Linked DNA regions of Mus musculus: regions 1 and 2 are each linked to region 3. A link is a contact called in public HiChIP or PLAC-seq data. All regions are on one chromosome and are shown on one strand. The core of a region is the stretch at or near the end of the contact, and the rest is flanking DNA. Distances in the headings are between cores, read along the strand shown.

What was found. HiChIP or PLAC-seq counts read pairs in DNA pulled down with a chosen protein or histone mark.
Region 1: an H3K27ac HiChIP or PLAC-seq map of heart atrium shows a contact between it and region 3, with 8 read pairs. The contact joins two enhancer-like sites. A contact is called at or near these places in 2 of 115 datasets of contacts at active chromatin or transcription factors (heart atrium and large pre-B cells) and 2 of 9 other capture datasets (adipose tissue and liver).
Region 2: a contact with region 3 is called in an H3K27ac HiChIP or PLAC-seq map of heart atrium, with 6 read pairs. The contact joins two enhancer-like sites. A contact is called at or near these places in 4 of 39 promoter capture datasets (the C10 cell line, hippocampal neurons, pre-B cells and 1 more), 1 of 15 datasets of contacts at CTCF or cohesin (large pre-B cells), 18 of 484 Hi-C or Micro-C datasets (CD8 T cells, the HL-1 cell line, embryonic stem cells and 4 more), 5 of 115 datasets of contacts at active chromatin or transcription factors (astrocytes, embryonic basal ganglia, embryonic stem cells and 2 more) and 1 of 9 other capture datasets (embryonic stem cells).

The regions. Positions count from the first base shown.
Region 1 is chr9:103,335,734-103,340,221 of GRCm38.p6, reverse strand. It overlaps Topbp1 (topoisomerase (DNA) II binding protein 1), which reads right to left. Exons shown (of 28, transcript NM_176979.5): 18 at 4,264-4,410; 19 at 4,056-4,158; 20 at 1,850-2,042. Among named protein-coding and RNA genes, the nearest start is that of Cdv3, 28 kb to the left of the region's middle. Within about 2 kb of position 3,136, at least 36 of the 459 cell types and tissues checked have an H3K27ac peak or open chromatin away from gene starts, as enhancers often do. A contact at or near this core is called in heart atrium, where this site is marked.
Region 2 is chr9:103,687,316-103,691,599 of GRCm38.p6, reverse strand. All of the region lies in intron 2 of Tmem108 (transmembrane protein 108), which reads left to right. Among named protein-coding and RNA genes, the nearest start is that of Gm46129, 32 kb to the left of the region's middle. Within about 2 kb of position 1,794, at least 6 of the 459 cell types and tissues checked have an H3K27ac peak or open chromatin away from gene starts, as enhancers often do. A contact at or near this core is called in heart atrium, where this site is marked.
Region 3 is chr9:103,492,095-103,496,514 of GRCm38.p6, reverse strand. The region is part of intron 4 of Tmem108 (transmembrane protein 108); the gene reads left to right. It overlaps Gm16252 (a long non-coding RNA gene), which reads right to left. Exons shown (of 7, transcript XR_003948081.1): 3 at 4,241-4,415; 4 at 620-3,989. Among named protein-coding and RNA genes, the nearest start is that of Bfsp2, 14 kb to the right of the region's middle. Within about 2 kb of position 1,989, at least 46 of the 459 cell types and tissues checked have an H3K27ac peak or open chromatin away from gene starts, as enhancers often do. A contact at or near this core is called in heart atrium, where this site is marked.

The DNA.
Region 1 (4,488 bases), core at 1,887-4,386, 160 kb after region 3:
ATCCCCTCGACCTGTAGTCACAAGCAGTTAGTTGTGGCCTCTACAAGAGTAGCAAGCACTCATTAACTGCTATCTCTCTAGTCCCTTAAAAATGTTTTCATTACATTTATTTATTTACTTTGTGTGTATGTATACACATATGTGACACAGTGACCTTATGTGGAGGCCAGAGGACAGCTTACAGAAGTTAGCTCTCTTCTTCCACCATTCCAGGGACGGAATTCAAGTCATCACGCTTGGCGTGAAGCACCTTTACCACCTGGCTATCTCCCTGGGGCCTTGATTACAGGCCTGCGCCATCACCAAGCTACATGCAGTTAGTAAGTGACTCGGTAGCCAGTAGGAGGCGGGTCTCTGTAAATTTGAGGCCAGTCTGGTCCACATATTGAGTTTCAGGACAGTAAGGACTACATCCCAAAGTGGATGGAGGCAGAGGCAGAGGCAGAGTCAGGCAGGTGATCTCTGAGCTCCAGACCAGCTCAAGCTACATAGTGAGACCTTGTCTTAAAAACAAACAAGCCAATGAACCAGGAAAGCCTTTTAGTCCCAAACGACCTGGCACAGAGTAAGGTTCTATATCTAAAACATGACCTGCACTGTTGGGAAAAGCTACTTTTCTCAGAATTCAAAATTACCCCAAGGAAAACACAGAGTACGATATAAATGAAGTCAACATGGACTCAAATCTCTCACCCTACACCTCAGAGATTTTTTCTTCTAGTAGAAAAATGCTATTGGTGGGCCCAGTAACCCAACACTTGGTAAACTGAGGTAGAAAAACACCAAGTTTATTTAAAGCCCACCTTGGCTACACAGCAATACAGAGAGAGGTAAAAAAATGCTATTGGTGGGCCCAGTAACCCAACACTTGGTAAACTGAGGTAGAAAAACACCAAGTTTATTTAAAGCCCACCTTGGCTACACAGCAATACAGAGAGAGGGTGAGTGGCGGTACACATGTAATTCCAGCAGTCAGGAGACTGAAGCAGGAGGATTGGGAGTTTAGGGCTAACACTAGTTCCACAGTATTGCAGGCCAGCCTGGGATAAGACCTTGTCTTATAACTATAAAGACAAAGAAAAATACAGTAATTTCAATGAGCTTAAGTTATACTGCATTAAGAACTGTGGCACCTTTCCTAGAACACAGAGGAAAAACGTACACACACTTCAAGTAAGAAATAAAAAGTGAGGAAAGGGTGGAGTGACATCCACAGGCTGTCCTCTGACCTCGACATGGGTGCTATGGCATGCATGTCTTCACGCCCACATATCACACTCAAACACAAGATAATAAAAAAGCTGTTTAAAGTTGAAGTACTCTGTGTCCTCACTGTCTAGTGCTAACACTAAGTGACAGAGAGGACTGACTGCTCCCGGATTTTACGTCAAGTGGAAAAGTGCACCTAAAATCACATACTTCAAAGTAAGAACTCACAACTGCTTGAGCAACAAGACAAAAAACTCAGCAGCAATACACAAAACCCCAGATGACAGTGGGATATAATGCATACTGTTTGAGTTAAACAAAGCGCCAACACAAACCCCTTCACTGGTCTCAATATTCTAATTTCCACTTTATTTAAAATAAAAAAAAGAAAGAAAGAAAAGAAAAGAAAATTAAAGTCCTGTGTGGTGGCACAAACCTTTTATTGCTAGTATTTGGGAGGCAGAAGCAGATGAATCTTTGAGTTCAAGGCCAGCCTGGTATGCAGAGCAAATTCCAGAATTCCAGGACAGCCAGGACTACACAAAGTAACCCTATCTCGAAAAACAAAAACAACAAAAAGAGCCTAACCCACCAACCTAAGTTACCAGGGGCTTTTATGCAAACAACACAGCGCACAAACCTGAGTGCCTCCAGGACTCGGCTTCGTCCGCTCCGCACAGAGCGAGCGCTGTCAGGAGTTGAAGAGGCGCTGTTACAGCTGCTTCTTGACATGCAAGTCTTCTGGGCAGGCGTCTTCACAATGCAGGTGGCTGACATGATCTCTTGCAGCTGCTTCTGGAAGTTCTCTCTCATCTCCAAGGCCTGGGTCAGAGCTAGAAACAGAGTAATCGATATCAATCAAGAAAGATGTGCCCCCCCGTTCCACCTTGCTGGTGTGAAGATAGATCTGATTGTGTGGCCAGGCTGACCTCCCATTGTAATCCCTGCCTCAGTCTCTAGGGTTCTGGGATTACAGGCAAGCATTACCACAGTTACTAACTTCTCTTGTCAATCATATCTTACACTATTTTGTCTAGATCTAGCTGAACAAAGAATTGCCATTTACTGAACATTTATACAGGAATACAAGGCTAAAATGTCACAAAACACAAAGGCGGCCATGAGGACTGTTTCTGAAGCGATGAAGACTCCCTTGGAGGAAAACTTGCTCCTTTGAGGAGCTCCCTGCTCGTGTCTGACCCTTTCTCATGGATGCATACTACAGAGATTCACAGTCATTTGTATGTATAGCTGTCTGTCCATTTGCTTTGGATCTTGCCACATAGCTCATGCTGGCCTTGAATGCCCTCCTGCCTCAGCAGCAAGCCTGGGATTGCTGCTGTAAAGCACTAGCCGAGCTTTCACTAATCCTTGAAAGAACACACCACAACGTCTTTGTCTTTCCTTCCCATTATAGACACTGAAGTAGATACCATGTAGGCATTTTTGAAATAAACAGAATGGAACAGTTAAGTCAGAAAGCAAGTTCTAGTAGGCAGGCTGAATAAGGAGAAGTCAGAGAGTAACACATCTAAGTAAGGTAATCAGCACAGCACTATCTGTAATAGCAAGAAATTCAAAATAACTGCTAGTGACACTGAACAGGAAACAGCAAAATAAAGCAGGACAGAAGCCACACACTACACCAGCAAATAAAACCCAGGACTGGAGCAGCCCCTGTTTCCCAGACACTCTTCTCTGGCTTGAGTGCACACCCTCCTGTGTGTGGTGTGGTATAGTAAGGAGACTCCTTAAGAGTGAGATCTAGTCTAAGGGGGTTGGGTCATTAGCAACACCACCCCAGAAGTAATGCAGTTTTCAGGGGGAACTCAGGCTAGTTTTGTTGTGGGTTGCTATGACAACAGTGAGCCTGGTCTAACTTGCTTGCAGTCTTTCATGTGGTGACACCCACTTGCACTCTTTCCCTTTCTGATAGTGACATGATAGGATGTAGCCAGGTCTTCATCAGAGTCCAAACCAATCAAGCTTGGGCTTTCATTTTCTAAGGCTGTTTGAGCTAAAAATGTACCCTTTACTATATATTTCTCAGCTCCAGCTACACTAAAACATTGCTTTTTTTTCTTTCTTTTTTTTTTTTTGCAAATGGAGAGCTGTAGCAACCATATATTAACAATTGTCCAACTCTTCCAAATGATTCTGTGTGAACCATATCTACACAAAAGCTACAGATAAAAGCTGTATATGCTGACTGGTTGTTCCTCCTCTCTTTCCTTCCAAGGACTTCCGCAATCCCTAAGAAACAACAGTTCTAAAATTAGCTCAATTAACATCCTACAGTGGCTTAGTGTTCAAGTGAAGAGAAGAGTCACACTCCTCTCTCTAGCTCTAAAGTAAAGCTAGCAGTGACTAAGGCAAGTGACAAAGGCATGCATGAAAGTCAAGTTAGGTCAAAAGGCTCTTCTGCTGAACAGTCAAGCTGTGACTGCAAAGAGAAATTCCAAGTGCTCCTGCAGTGGGCACAGCTCCTCATTGATGCGAAGCTGCAGGAGAATGAGCAGCTGACTCAGACTGGAAGAAGACACCTCTCTAGGGTTTTGTGGAGAGAAGTCAGTGTTTGGCTGCAAAGCTGGAAGGCCATCCCAGTTCTTCTATTAGTGGTAAAATACAGCTGGGACTGTAAGTCAAAACAAACGTTGTCAAAAGTAAAAAGTGCACTTGAGTGTGGTGGCGCAGGCCTTTAATCCCAGCACTTGGAAAGAAGAAGGCAGATCTCTGGGTTTGAGGCCAGCCTGGTCTACAGAGTCAGTTCCAGAACCACTCAGAGAAACCCTGTCTTGGGAGGCCATGGCGTGAGAGTAAGGGGTAAAAAGTGACAAGTGTCTTACCTCCTTTACAGTCATCTCTTCCACTCCCATTCAACAGAGGTGACTCTTTGTCATTTGTGCCCATAGTGTTTGTCTCATTTCCTTCTACAGACAGATGATCTGGCTATTCAAAGAGAAAAATGACAACTTCTCAAACGAAGTTCACTGCATAAAGTTTCACAGACATCTACATGCAGCTTGGGAGGGGCTCACTGTCCACACCACCTACCCCATCATCCTTAGATGCAGAAACTGCCAAGGGTGCCCGGCTGTTACAGAGCCGCCCATCTTGCACTGTGTTGATGTCCAAACTCATTTTGGGATTGTAAGTGTGTGGATAAAGAGATTCAGGAAGATGCTTATACTCTTGAGCACACTGAAACACAAGTGTACACTTTAGAAAGAAGTTTACAGGGGCTGGTGAGATGGCTCAGTGGTTAAGAGTGCCGACTGC
Region 2 (4,284 bases), core at 545-3,044, 200 kb before region 3:
TATTTTGAGACATGGCCTCACTCAGTTGTATAGGCTGGCCTTGAACTCACTTTGTAGACCGGGCTGTCCTCAAATCTTCCTGCCTTAACCTTTCTAGTACATAACAGGCCTATGGAACGAGGACCAGCTTTTAATATATGATTTTTGTTGTTGTTTTGCTTTGTTTTTTTAGTTGGTTTTGGCTGGAAGAATAAGTCATGTAAAAGAAAACTGAAGAGCATATTTATTATCAAGTATTTGCATCCTAGTGTTGCCTACATTCTTACGGGGTCAGAAGTCAAAGTTGTTTGGGGACGATCATTTGGGGAGCAGTCAATTTCTGTGGTGGGGAACAACAATGTCTTTGCAACTTCAGAATTACTAAGAGCAGGCAGGATGATACCAATCCACAAATCAGAGGCACGTTTGTAGACTGACTGCCAAACTTGTATTTACTGAGAGAGCATCGTCCAATAAGAACGCCTCCCCTTGAACTCTTCAGATAACGTAGACTTGTATGACTCTGACAAAGATGCCAGAACACAGTGGTTCTAACCTTTTAAACAATGGCTTTCTTATCTAAAGCCCCTGAAATCTCGAGCAGTGCTGGTGAATAAAAACCTAACAAGAGCCTTAAATATGAACCCCAAAGAGCCCATTTCTAAACTTAAATTTAGCTTCAAACGGGACTCAACTTAACATGGAACTGGACTCTGGTATCACACACAGGAGCAGCTGAGTCCAGTCAAGAGAAACGTTCTCCCTTCATCCACACCCCCACTGCTCAGACCTGGAGACCCATCCCGGGTGTCTACTAGAGGGAGAATCCTGCTTTCTAAGTGTGGATCTCTGGAGTTTACACTTTGGGGAGGAAATTCCCATCAAGTTGTGTTAGAACAGGCCTGTCACAGCTATCTGCCTAGTGGCCCCAACTCTCTCCACCCTTGTTCCCAAATACACCCTCATTGTCTTCACTACAGATAAAAGCGTGCCAACCCCCTGTTGCCTCCCCCTCTCTGGGGAGAGCTTCCTCCTTTCCGTTACCTCAGTGTGCTTCAAGGGTCAGTGACCCCCTTAACTTTCTCACTGATTCAGTTCCTACATCTGGTGTTCATTTTTTTTTCTCCCATGAGTGCAACAGTCAAACATTCAAATCCCAGTTTGGTCCCTGATCACAGCCTGTCTTTCACAGTCAATGTGTTGATTTAGGTAGGTATAACCATTGAATACAAATGGTTGCCTCCTCTGCCCCTTGCCTTGGGTTTGTATATTTTAGGCCTTCAGACCTTGCTTTGAACATAGTCAGTCTGTGATCAGACTATCTGAACCTTAAAGGACATCGTTGATCCCTAGACAGGAGGAGTTACAACGTGCTTGCTTCTTGTGGATGGGTAAGTACTGACTTACCCCGCAGCCCTGACAGAATTTTTGACGAGCAGTTTTGCTTGGCTCCCACCCATTTGTCATAGAATATAATATCGACCCTGTTCATCAGTAGGTTATAGAAGACAGAAGCCTGTCATTTCCTGTTCGGTGATGGCCACTTGCCAGGGACAACATCCATCAGAGTGTTAATAAAACTCGTCTTCTTTGTCTTAGAATGTTTCGAAGTGAAAAGTCTCTGACAGAGCTTCTCCAGTCTAGAGAGCAAAGGCCTTGGCCTAGGGTGGGCTCTTGTCCAAGATAATAACCAGTCCTCCCTTGGGAAGGAAGCAAGCTTGGAAATTAAGCGATAAGTCTGGGATGTGTTATCCATTTTAAGTTAACCAGAATAGGAATGCATGTTGCACTTGATTCTCATTACCATCCGAAGGCCAAGCTGCAGGATACAGGATACGTGTCAGAGATAGCCTGGAGACCTTAGAAGCCAGTCCCAACTCCACCCACCACAAGAGTCAGGCGTGACAGCAGGAAAGTTATAGAATTGCTTCAGGCCTGTTTCTTAACAGTTAAATAAGGGCCGGGTGACCCTGGGGTCTTATGGTCATGTTAACTGAAGGCTGGCAAAGTCCAGAATGAGTTTGAATGGAAGAACAGTATTCAGATGGTTCTCTGTTCTCTCCATACAACATTTATTATGCTGTCAATCAGTCAAATTTTTAAAACCTACAGGTTTCCTGAGACCTTTCTCTTCCTTAAGCAGTCAGTAACTCAGCACCAGCCCTATATTTCTCCAGCATAAAGGCTTCCAGTAGCCTCCAAAGGAAAACAAGGTAGTTCTCTCCTGATTTTAAGATCCATGATAGATAGCAAGCCAAGTTTAGTGGTTCATGTCACGAGAGGCTGAGGCAGGAGGATTACCATGAGTTCCGTGTCAGCTAGGACGACGGGCTGAGAACCTGTCCCAAGGAAGAATGAAAGAGCCAGAGGGTGGGGAGGGGTGCTGAGTGGGACGAGGCTGTGGCCTGTAGAAACTCTGCTGCTGTGGTTGTTACGGCTGGAGTGGGGAGGGGCTCCAGCGGCCCCGCTCCTAGCTGAGGAGGTTTTGGTATTGCTTCGAGAGGGAGGGTAGATTTTCTTTAGGAGTTTGGCCACTGGGATGGAGTTCAGACCAGGTTTCCAGGCTCCTTCCTGCCCCACCCTACATCAGTGTGCAATCGGAGAGCTCTAAGTGAACTCAGAGGGAAAATAAATAATAAATAAATATAAAAGGTCACTAGGTTGGGAGAGGGATATAATAGGAGTCCCAGAAGTGAGTTGGAGAAGAAGATGGGGGCCAACTTCATAAGGTGTACTGTATACATGGCTGAAATTTCCGAAGGATAAAAATTAAAAACATAAACAAGTTATATGATAGTAAAGGAGAAAGTTATTAGCTCAAATCAGCTTAACTAAAATTAACAAAGCAAGAGGGGGTTCTGTAGCTGTTCTTGTGGAACTTTCCAGTGTAGACTGGAGCTTTCTCCTTCAGGGCCTCTGGAGTGTCACCCAGAAGGAGGGGTGTGGCTTCCCTGCAGTGGCTTCTTTTATCTGAAATAAACCTTGGGTCTTCATGCTGCTTCTAGTGCAAAACTTGGCCAGGACTCTAAGGAAAGGAAACATGTTGATTGCATGTTATGTGCCAGGCACATAGATATTTTTTATGCAGTGGCCCATTTAATTCTGTAGCCACCCTGTAAGATAAATAGCTGTTATTTCCATCTTAAAGATGAGTCAAAACGCTGAGCGCTTTGCCTAGGGTCACACAGTAAATGGATCAGGATTTCTATTTATGTGTAAAGTCTGGTTACTTTCTGCTAGCACACAGTAGCAGATGACAGTGTAGAGCCCAGTGGCTGTATTGGATCCGACTGAATTCCCGATTGCAAACTGTAGCTGCCGACGGACATGGAAGCAAAGGGTAGGCATAGAGCTGAGTACCTATTGTTGAGAAGCAAAGACAGTCAGCAATTCTTTGAAACAAATGACAACAAAAAGTATTAGAGAAACTGGTTTTGCAAATAACAGGTTAATCACATGTCCATTAATTGACATTGTTGGTCAGTGGCAAAAGGCAAGTGAGGCCTAAATTAAATTTAATTTTCAGTGGTGGCTTTTGCTTCTTTCATAGAACACTCATTTGGGGTTTTGGGCAGCCTTAATATTTTCTGGTTCTAAGTTTCTCCTCCTTTGGGCAGATGAGGGCATATATGTGCATTCAATACCCTTTATTTATGACAAGTCTCTGTTCTCATTATCTAGTGGTTTGTTACAAACCAATCCAACACTTAGGGTCGCAAAGTAGCAGTCATGGCTGTTGGGTTCATGAATCTTGCAGTCTGACTTAGGGCTAAGAGGAACAGCTCACCTCTGCTCTACTAGGATCCTCTGGGCGGGCTGCGCTGCAGGCTTGGTGTGAAGCTAACCCACCCTGTGTGTGCAGCCTGGGCTGGGAGGGCTAGAGTAGCCTAGCTTCCTTGTGATCCCTCTAGAGAAACAGCTTCCGGCAACCCAGCTCCTTCTGCCCTGGTTCAACACTTGATCCTAGAAGAAGAAAGCCAGGCAGGGAGGGACATTATCATCTTTGGTGACCAAAACAGCCAGCATCACTTGTTGCGCTCTGTTCCCTGAGGCCATCACAAAGCCCATTCAGGTTCAGGACAGTGGGAGAAGGTTCCACACCTCGAGAGAGAGCAGTGCAGAGTGTCTGGATAGGCCCTACCCATAACTGTTTTGGGGAAATACAGATTGCCACAGGGAGAAACCAGGCTGCAGGCTGTATTCTGGAGACCAGATGCTATGCTGGGTTTTTCTCTCCCGCCCAAGGGAGCGTATTGGCATGCAAATGGATCTTACTTATCCCACTATAATTTACGCTTTTCAGAA
Region 3 (4,420 bases), core at 740-3,239:
CAAAGCAATAACTCTTTTGTCATTGATTAGCAAAGTTTAAGCAAGCCAGTCTATAGTAGCAAGTGTTTTCCTATGCTTAGCGGATGACAATTTGTATTTGCCAAGAGACAGATCATCTGTCTTACTATTTTTAAAGTCTTGTTCGGCTAATCATCTATCCTATATTCTTATGCTCATAATAGACTTATTTACTCTTTCTCATAACCCTGTCTTTTCATGGTGCAAACAAAACCTATGGCCGCATCCCTAGATCACAAGATCCAGGAGCTCAGAGCCAGGCTAGAATGAATGTTTTCTTTGATCATTAGCTTGTCCCAAGCCTATTTTTCTCTTCCAAGTACCACTACATGCTTGTGACACAGGAAAGCTTGCTGTGTTCCTTGTCTAACTTATGCAGCCCTCACTACTCTACAAGGAGAAGGCAGGTTCTATTCTTAATTCTAACTTTATTATATCTCTCTGCCATAACTTAACCTTAAACCATCTCCTTAAACATTCTATCAACTACCGTAACTTCCTAAAACTATTTAAATCAAATCAGGAATTCTATGAAATCATTAATCCATTTAAATGATATTTTACAAAAGTTCATCTTCATATTTATGTGCAGGAAACTTACTCAGTAGAGTGGGCTGTCTCTCAAGAAGCAATGACAGCAGACTCTATAGGTAGAGAGGGTCTCCCCACACCCACTCACACCTTGCTAGATTCAGAAAGAACCGCAACATCAAGGAGCAATCCAGAGACAAACCCCCTGGGGCTGTGCCTCTCCTAGGTACATCCATCTCAGCTGTGCATAGTGGACCATAGGCTGTGATCCCTGCTTCTGAAATAGGAAGGAGATTGAAAAAACTTAGCACGTATTAGTAAGCAAATTATTAACAGTCACACGTGAGAAGTAGCTGCTTTCTAATCTCCCATGCGTGTCGCCCTCGATTATAGTTGGGACGCCCTCGATTATAGTTGGGATCCCAGGATTGTCTTATCATTCTGTTCCTACACTTGCTAAAGAAAATAAACACATAAATAGACACACAGTACCGAGGTGTCAGGAGACTCTGGTCATCACCCGCACCGTTGAGTTAGAAAACTGACGTCAGTCAAGGCAGGGCAGACACAGCCTAGAACTACTCCCCAAGGACAAGTCGAAGCTGTAAGAGGAGCCTTCAGGTGCTGGGGGGCAGGGGTAGTACACTCTCTCTAAAGATCTAATTGTGTCCACACTGGCCTTTTATAGCCCAAGGGGACAACAGAGTCCACTTCCTTTATGTTTCTACCTGGGTCCTGACTACCCCCACATCAAATCTGTGTCCTTGGTCACAGACATAGCCCCTATGGGTCATCCTTGGCCATTATACTTAAATATACAGGAAATACTTAAATCAGTATTTAGATCAGTCTGGTCTCGGGACCCTAGGTGTTGTTTGGACTGTTTCCATAGTCCTGCTCCATCTAATGACCAGACCAGCTGGGCTCTCCCAGGTCCGAAGGCTCATGTTTCAACCTTCCCTGCTGTCTGTGTACCCCAGAGCACCTCTGCAGACCTTACAGCAGACTCTCCATCCTCTGCCAGGCAGACAGACTGGTACCAAAGTGCAGGTGTAGAATTTATCACCGCTGGCGAAGGGGCTGGGAGAGAAGCCAGGTTTCAGAGAGCAGCAGAGGCTTGCCCCGTGCTATGCTTTCTCCAGCTCATGATTCCCCTGGTTCTAATGAGGGAGAGAGGAGTATATTGAACTCAAAGCCTGCACAGCAATGGAGGGTCAGCAGCTCACCTGCCTTCCACGTCACAAACCCTCCCAATAGCTGGAAGGGCATCAGTGTACAAGGGCTGAGGAGTGGTTAGTCTCCTGAGCCCTGCCAGATACTTGCTGCCAACTCTGCTTCAGAAGAGAACTAAAATTGACTGGCTCCAGGCCACTAGGAGCGAGGGCCAGGAGCCATGTGGCTGCTGCGCTGGTCTCTGCTGCCACCATCAGGATGCACAGGTCCTGCTGCCTCCTCTTAAGCCTCGGGCCTGCCAGTGGTCATTACTCACCAGTGTGTGCTCTGGGTTTTCACAGAACCATGTGGAGGCTCTGCTGAGCTCCCTTGGCCTGTCTCACACTGTGGGGTGTTTTCTCCCAGCCTCATCTGGGAGAAGATGGAGCTTTAGGGAGGGTTAGATAAGGAAACCAGAGCAGAGACAGATGTGCTGCATCACCAGTGCAAGTTCAGCCTGATAGGACAGAGGAGAGCCACTCCCTGGCCTTGATACTCGCCCCAGAGCAAGGTTTTCTCCAGGCTCTGGACCATTAATTCAATATTCCAAGGGGTGTTTTAGGACCCATAATTCTTAGCTCTGCTCATTGTCCAGTGAATGTTAACCATGAATACAAGCATAAACATGTGCCTGTATATGCAGAGTGTGTGTATGTGTGTGTGTGTGTGTAGGACTTACATGGCTTTTTAATTACCACATAAGAAAACCTGGGTTAATTGCATACACTAGCAAGATTTTGCTGAAAGGACCCAGATATAGCTGTCTCTTGTGAGACTATGCCGGGGCCTAGCAAACACAGAAGTGGATGCTCACAGTCAGCTATTGGATGGATCACAGGGCCCCCAATGGAGGAGCTAGAGAAAGTATCCAAGGAGCTAAAGGGATCTGCAACCCTATAGGTGGAACAACATTATGAACTAACCAGTACCCCGGAGCTCTTGACTCTAGCTGCATATGTATCAAAAGATGGCCTAGTCGGCCATCACTGGAAAGAGAGGCCCATTGGACTTGCAAACTTTATATGCCCCAGTACAGGGGAACGCCAGGGCCAAAAAGTGGGGGTGGGTGGGTGGGAGGGTATGGGGGACTTTTGGGATAGCATTGGAAATGTAAATGAGGAAAATACGTAATTTTAAAAAAAGAAAAAGAAATAAATGATGTGATTATTCAGGAAAAAAAAAAGAAAGAAAACCTGGGTTAGACTGGTTCTTACTATGAAGCAGAAAAAGATTGTCGCAAAAGGAAGTGTAGTTAGGTGGGTAGTCTCTTTGGAATTATGGACCAATGGGAGGAGGTGGTGGGGAGAAGGCAGGACTCTCCTTAAATTGTCACTCTGGCCATGACCCACTCAAGCTAAACTATAGCTATCTCTGGACTGTAAGGTAGTATCCCCCTGCTAGACTTCTAACCCCCACATGCTAAGGTGAGGAGCTGGGCACTAAACCCTCTTAGTTGTGGCCTTATAACCAGGACATAAGAGCTGAAAACTACCCAGTCCCTGTCTTCTGTCAGTTTAATCCTTTATGGAGTGCCCTGAAGTGCTAAAACCAGCTTGTGGAATCAAACACGCCTGCCCACAACCCAGCCCTGGCCGCCCTTGACTGTGAACTTCGCCAGCGGTCCTCCGCTTCCTCTTCTCTGGGATGAGAGAGACGTCTGCTGTGTGAGTTCAGGTCCTTCAAAGGGCAGATGCCAAGATGGAATCAGGCATGCCAGGCAGCTGTACTATAAAATACCACCCAGGGAGAGCTGGAGTGAGCGAGGCAAGCCCTACGCAGCCATGCAGGCCCTGAGACACAGAAGGAGATGGGAGATAAAGGAGGTGGAACAACGTCTGCGTGTTTCTGCTGGGTTGGTGGAAGCCTTGAGCTGTAGAGGGATCCCAAGAGACTGTGCATGCTCTGTCGGCCCTGCGGTAGTCCGTCCTGGGGCAGGTGTCAGGGATGGTGGTAAATCTGAAGGGGCAGCAGGGTTTCGGCAGCGTATCTCCACACACTTGCAATGCTTGCCCCCTAGACCTTTGAAAATCAGAGCCAGTGCATGGAGGGTCTTCAATCAGGGTTTGCCGCAGGGAAGGGGCTCAAGAGACAGCAGAGAGGAGGGGTGGCTGCCACTCATCCCGTGTGGATTCTGGCCCGGCAGTTGGCAATGCAGCAGGTATTTGGAAAGGTTGGATCTTCTGGGGGAACCTGTGGGGCTTTGATCACTTCTCAGAGCCCACGGAGTCCTGTCGAGTGAACAGAGTACGCAGGGTTCCGGCTTCATACCAGTGATCCTTCTATCTATCTATCTCTCATCTGATAAGTCACAGAAGATTCGTTACTGGGAAACCCACGAGAGCTTGCTTAACTCTCAGGGCTGTTCTAGAACTATGGACAGAGGGAGCCCCCCACTCATTCCTCATAGGGTCTCAGTGGCTGTTGCCTTTGGAAACATGGAGCGGTTGATTCTTTAACTAAATGGTTAAGTGGCTCACACCTTGTACTCACCGTGCAGCTGACAGAGGGCTTCTAAGGCCGAACTGTGTGTTCCCTCTAGTGTTCAGAGTAACGGGAGACAATCAACACCTACTTGAAGATTACCACAACCCGTGGTCCTGGTGGTGTAATTAGCTGGGGTGATCTTGATCAACTTCAGTGACCTTCAGTTACTTCTGTG